2 separate regions of the Oryctolagus cuniculus genome follow, and region 2 is linked to region 1. A link is a contact called in public Micro-C data. All regions are on one chromosome and are shown on one strand. Each heading gives the region's core, a stretch centred on a gene start, on an enhancer-like site or on the middle of the called end of the contact. The rest is flanking DNA. Distances are from core to core; before and after follow the strand shown.

What was found. Hi-C and Micro-C count contacts between places; a contact is called where the count stands out from the background.
Region 2: a contact with region 1 is called in a Micro-C map of ear pinna, with 2.7 times the contacts expected there. The contact joins the enhancer-like site here to the promoter of TSEN54 in region 1. A contact is called at or near these places in 3 of 6 Hi-C or Micro-C datasets (ear pinna, psoas muscle and an unstated tissue).

What each region holds. Positions count from the first base shown.
Region 1 is chr17:5,058,165-5,061,151 of mOryCun1.1, reverse strand. It overlaps TSEN54 (tRNA splicing endonuclease subunit 54), which reads left to right and starts at 1,451. Exons shown (of 11, transcript XM_070060323.1): 1 at 1,451-2,282; 2 at 2,379-2,543; 3 at 2,640-2,703; 4 at 2,781-2,864. The coding sequence starts at 2,221. It overlaps CASKIN2 (CASK interacting protein 2), which reads right to left and starts at 1,324. Exons shown (of 18, transcript XM_070060317.1): 1 at 1,118-1,324; 2 at 1-24.
Region 2 is chr17:5,233,764-5,236,750 of mOryCun1.1, reverse strand. No RefSeq gene overlaps it. Among named protein-coding and RNA genes, the nearest start is that of MIF4GD, 22 kb to the left of the region's middle. Within about 2 kb of position 1,505, at least 1 of the 8 cell types and tissues checked has an H3K27ac peak or open chromatin away from gene starts, as enhancers often do. A contact at or near this core is called in ear pinna, where this site is marked.

The DNA of each region.
Region 1 (2,987 bases), core at 202-2,701:
CTCTGCCGACAGCCGGGCCGGAGCCTGCAAGGGTCCCGGATTCGGGGCAGAGACTGAGCCAGACTGGACAGGACTGCCGGGGAACTCCCCCCCACCCCACCCCCCGCAAAAATATAAACCCCACCCTGGCAGCCCCTCGGCGGGAAAGGAGGGGCCGAGCCACACCAAGAGGAAAGGGAGCCGCCATGCCCGCCCAGTGTGTGTAGGGGGGAGGTGGCATTTGGGAGGGGGAGGCTGAGTCACCGTGGCCCTGGGGCACCTGGCAGCACCTCAACCTTGGGCAGGAGGGGCCTTGGCAGCACGACACACACGGGCAGGCCACGCCAGCAGCCCGCGGCACCAGCACCCACAAACAACTGTTGGTCCAGGGGGTGGGGCTGGGCAGGGGTCACTCCCGGGAGCCGCGCCTGCCCCCAGCTTCCCCCCTACCTGGGCTCACCTTCCCAGCAGGGCGTCCAGCCCCAGGGGGTGGAGGGGGCCCCTACGGCTCCCCCATTTCCGGGGGCAGGTTTACACGCTGGGCTGAGAAGCCTCCCAGCACCTGTTGCTGGCCCAGCCTCACCCCCGTGTGGGGCTGGGGAGCAGCTGGGACTGGGGACAGACACGGAGCCGGGCGCCGCCGGCCCCTGGGGCTCCCGCGCCCACCCCCCAGCCTGAACCCGACGCCCGGACCCTCGGCTTCTCCGCAGAAAGGCTTACGTCAGTTCCTCAGTGGCGGCGAGTTTGCTGCCAGAGACTTGCGGCAGGAGACCCGCGAAGGCCTGGGGGCCCCGGCCGGGAGCCCCTCACTCCCCACGCGCGCCGAGCCCAAGCCCAGGGCACCCGCCTCGGGGCCCGCGGCCCGCGCCAGGGCGGGGAAGGCGCGGCGGGCAGTGCCCAGGGTCCGGCCGGCTCCCCCGCCCCCCGGAATGCCCCTCCAGCGCCGCAGCCCCCGGCCGAGCCCGGCCCTGCCCCGGGAACAAAGCGGCGGGAGGCACCGGGAGGCAGATGCGGGAGGACGGAAAAGAGGGGGCGCGCGGGGGGCGCGCAGAGCACGGGCGCCCGCCGCTCCCGCACGAAAAGTTAGTTAGTGCCCGCCCCCGAGGGTGCCGACCCCAGCCCCGTCCCGCAGGCTCACCTCTCCCCCGCCGCCCCGCCGGGGGTCCGGCTGGCCCCGCTCGGCCCCTGGCACTCGGGACGCTGGCTCCCGCGGCGCCCCTGCCCCCTTTCTCCTCCTTTGCCACGGCCGGCTCAGCGCCTCCCGCAGGAAATCCCGCCCCTCCCCCCTCCCGCCGGATCGGGAGCGGAGGGACCGTCCCGGCCGCGCAGTCGGGCTGTCAGTCAGCGCCCGCGGCCCCGCCCCCAGCGCGCCGGCCCCGCCCCCGTCGCGCCAGTCCGGACCCGGGGCGCCGGCTGGATCGGCGCATGCGCGCAGGTGAACCGCAGCGGGGGGACTGGGGGCGAGCCTTCGCGCCGCTGCGTCTGGGCTGTGCAGCCGGGGCGACACGGGGCTGTAGGATCCAGACTCCAGGAGGAGCTGCCCGGGGTGTGGCCGGCGAGGTCGCAGGACCCTCCTTGGGGAGTCCTGTTCCTCCACGCCCCTCGCCCCTCGCGGGGGCTCCCGCGGCGACCTCCGCGCGCGGAGTCGGGGACCCACAGCCGCTGGCCGGAGCAATGGTGCCACCTAGCGGACGGTGCCGGCGCGGCCCACGGGGCGGCCGCGGGGACCCCACCCTTGAGGAGGTGCCGCAGGAGGACTGGGGCGGCGCTTCAGCACCATCGTGGGCCGGACAGCGCCCCCCACCCGCGGGAACGGGCCTCAGCGCTCCCCTGAAAGGGGCCCAAGAGCCAGCAAGAACCCCGAACCTCCCCGGACCGCCCCAGACCACCCTTGGTTTGCAAAGCGCTCGGTCCCTGGAGCCCCCTCCCCTACTTGCCCAGAGCAGCGCAGGGCCGCGGAGGGGAGGGTCCCACGTGTGACTAGCCACGCAGCTCTTCCGGACGCCCATCGCTCAGGTGTCACTCGAAGGGAGCTCCGAGGGGTCCTGCGCGCCCAGAAACCTGCAAGCTCAACTCCCTAGCCCAGGGAGTCCCGGCACGTGGGGTCGGGCCGGCGCTAGGACCCAGCACAGCCGGGAGTCCGGCGGGTCCTGGGAGGCGGCGCGGGGGAATCCGCGGGCGCTAGGGCCGCGCGGAGTGCCGGCGCGGGGCGGGGCGCGCGCAGGCGCACTCGGCGGCTGCATGGAGCCGGAGCCGGAGCCGGAGCCCGCGACCGTGGAGGTGCCCGCGGGGCGCGTGCTGAGGTTCGCCGTGGGGCGGGCAGGCTGCGGGGCGGGCGCGGCTAGGGGCACGCGGGCCCCGGCCGCGCGGCGCTGACGGCGCGTCCTCTGCTCCCCCAGCGCCCGGGAACTGCTCGCCGCCCGCTCGCGGCCCCAGAAGCTGCCCCAGCGGTCGCATGGCCCCAAGGACTTCGTCCCCGACGGCTCGGCGGCCCAGGCCAAGCGCCTGCGCCGGTGTCGCGAGGAGCTGTGGGGACTGCTGGCCGAGGAGCGCGTGGAGCGCGTGTGAGGGGGCGGGCGCGCCCGGGGCGGGCGGCGGGCGGGAGGGCGCGCGGGCACTCGCGGGCGGCCCGAGACCCACGAGTCCCCGCCGCCCGGCAGGGGCAGCTTGGTGGCCGCCGAGTGGAGAGCGGAAGAGGGCTTCGTGGAGCTGACGTCCCCTGCGGTGAGCGGGGCGCCCCGGGGCAGGGGGACCCGCGCCCGCCTGGCCCCTGGGTGACCCTGGCTCCGGCTCCCACGCAGGGTAAATTCTGGCAGACCATGGGCTTCTCGGAGCAGGGCCGGCAGCGGCTTCACCCCGAAGAGGCCCTGTACCTGCTGGAGTGTGTGAGTGGGGCCCGGGGCGGGAAGGGAGGAGTGGGGGGCGCGGTTTCTAGCGGTGCGGCCGGGTGGCTAGTGCAGGTGCAGGGGGCCGGGCAGCCTGCCCGCCGTCCTGGGGGGCAGCCGCGT
Region 2 (2,987 bases), core at 256-2,755, 180 kb before region 1:
CCCAGGCCATAGCAGAGAGCTGGATTGGAAGTGGAGCAGCCGGGACTTGAACCGGTGCCCATATGCAATGCCAGCACCGCAGGTGGATGCTTAACCTACTACGCCACAGCGCTGGCCCCAGCATTGCACTCTGGACAGCGATCAATGCCCTAATCACGGTGACCGGGCAGGACTGACACCAGCTGCCTGGGCGGTGAGCACACTGCTCATCTGCCTCGGGGCTGGTGGCTGCGGTGCTTGGCCTGGAACCAAGGGGACAAAGTTTAAGAAGCTTCCAAAGCAACACACAGATGTCCCCAAGCATCCCTCTCTTCTTGAGGGCCAAACAGGACAGAGAACGGGGGCTCCGTCTCAAGGTGCAGTATTTCCACTCCACTTCCACCGTCCCTGGTTACTCAGGGACTTCGACCAAGCACAGCGGCTTGGCCTCAGCACCTACCCGTAAGCAGGTCGAGGGGAATGAGTGGCAAAGGCAGCAGACCATCTGTGCCCAGGCCCTTTGTCTAAAAGGCCACACGAGCAGCCCTCGTGCCAGCTCCTCCACGAGTGTCTGAAGATAAGCCTGCTGCAGGCTCCCAGTTTGCCAAGTCAGAGCGCCAGCGACCAGCAGGGCCTCCCTAGAGTGAGCTCAGTAAGAGCGACCCCAGGCCACCTGCCCCCCCCCCCCCCCCCACGGAGCTATTCCAAGGCTCAACATGCAGCCAGGGGAATGCTGGGGGATGTGGGAGACTCCAGGTTCCTTCCCAGGAATTACGGATCCATGAGGAGGGCATCCAGTCCCCAAGAACTCTGCGACCAAATGACAATTTCCCTGTTCACCTAACGCACTCGACAGGGAGAGACCGAGCAAGAGGTCTCAAGATACAGCGCAGTGACAACACCGTGTTGTCACTTAATGGGGGGACCTCCTCTCAGCTTCACGGCAGCCCAGAGGGCCGAGGGGCTGGCAGCTTCCTCAGACGTTTCTGTAGGGCAGGGGGGGCAGTGGCTCTAGCGCCCAGCAGCGGAGCCATCTGGGTGGCGCCTGAGGTTCGCTCAGGAACCAGAGGCGGGCGGCGTGGTGGTGCAGGAGCAGCCCCACTCCTCCTTGGAGGTGCTGGTTCCAGTCGCAGCCGCTCAGCCGCCACTCCAGCTTCCTGATGCACAACCCGGAAAGCAGACGATGGCTCCAGGGCAAGTTCCTGTTCCTCCCACGGGAGACCCGCCAGGGAGTTTCCGCTTGCTGCCCTTGGCCTGGCCAGCCCTGGCTGTTGGGGCATTCGGGGAGTGGACAAGCAGATGGAAGCTCTTTGCCTCTCAAATAGCTTAAAAACAAAACAACAACAACAAAAAAACAAGAACGAACAAAAAACCCAAACTAGATGAGAACACTTGCAGAAATTCCTTGGATTTCTTTTTCATGTCTGTCTGGTCTACTGTAGGCAGAGCTTCGTGTGGTCCAACAGGCCTCACCCTGAGCAGCCTGCGGGGAGGCACGTCTCAGGCCGAGCTGCTGGGAGCCCCTTCCTCCCAGGTGTCCGTCCTCTCCTTCAACAGAGAGGAAGTGCAGAACCAACAGCCGAGCTCTCTGTCGCTCTACGCCGGCTTCTTGAGGGTGGCCTGCGGCTTGTCCACACCAGCAGCACCAAGGACTCCTCCCTGCACCTCAACCAAACTGTCCTGAGTCTGCACTGTTAACTAGCTTTCCCAAAATCTTTTTTTTAAAGATTTATTTACTTGAAAAGGCAGAGTTACAGAGGACAGCGAGAGGTCTTCCATCTGCGCGTTCACTCCCCAAATGGCTGCAACGGCAGGAGATGGGCCAATCCGAAGCCAGGAGCCAGGAGCTTTTTCTGGGTCTGCTACACGGGTGCAGGGGCCCAAGCACTTGGGCCATCTTCCACTGCTTCCTGGGCCATCAGCAGGGAGCTGGATAGAACTGGAGCAGCCCAGTTGGGATGCCGGCGTGGCAGGTGGAGGCTCAACCCACCACGCCACAGTGACAGGGCTGGCATCACTCCCGAGAGGCCCCGACTGCCTGACCTTACACCTTACGCAGTTTCCAAATTTTTACATAAAATGAAGCAAGGGGGAGCAAAAAGAAGCAGAATGAAGAATTCATTGTACGTTTATTATTCACAGTTAATCACTACCTACCAAGTGCCACCCGCAGAGTTACAGGATTACGTACATAGGTCTTTTTAGTTAAACACGGATTTGTTTTTAAATATATACACACAAAACTTAGTTCAGCAAGGCTTCATGATATACACCAACTCCAAAATAAAACAATCAGACGGTCCAGGTGTGGACGCCAGGTGTTCCTTTGATCAGCAACGCGGGAGGGAGGGCGGGAGCAGTCGGACGGGAGCCAGGAGAGGCGTGAACATGCTCTGTCCACAGGAGCAGCGGCCTCCAGGCCTCCGGGACCCGCAGGCTGAGTCTGTTTCCACACCACAGTCTGGGGAGATGCCACTGAAGGGTCACAGAGGCCCAAGGCCACCAGCACTCCCAGGGAGGGAAAGCAGCAGCCTCGTCCGTGTCCTGGGGAGGAAAAGCCCACGAGCCCAAACGACAAGGGACGGAGAGCTGACACGGAGAGCTTAGAGGGGCTCCAGCCTCTGTCTTCCCAGCGCCCCCCCCCCCCCCCCCCGGGTGGGGATGGTGCTGGGGGCCGGCCTGCTGCGAACGGGACAAGGAACAGTGTGTCCCAGCTTTTGCACACTGCCCTGCTGCTCACCTGGACAGGTGAGGGGACACAAAAGGTGAGAGCCATGACCTAATGTCAGGAGCAAGAAAAACACAAATACTCTCCTTCTGCAACCTAACGCAGGCCCACAGTCCCACCTGCCGCAGCTCAAGAACAGCAGCCTAACAGCACTTCCTCCACTGGCTCTCCTGTGTCTGAGACTTGCTGGCTCCAGGGGTCTGAGCGGGGGTCTCTGGGGTCGGCAGGGTAGACAATACCCGGACCACAAGGCAAGGACTCAGATCCAGCCAGACGCCGT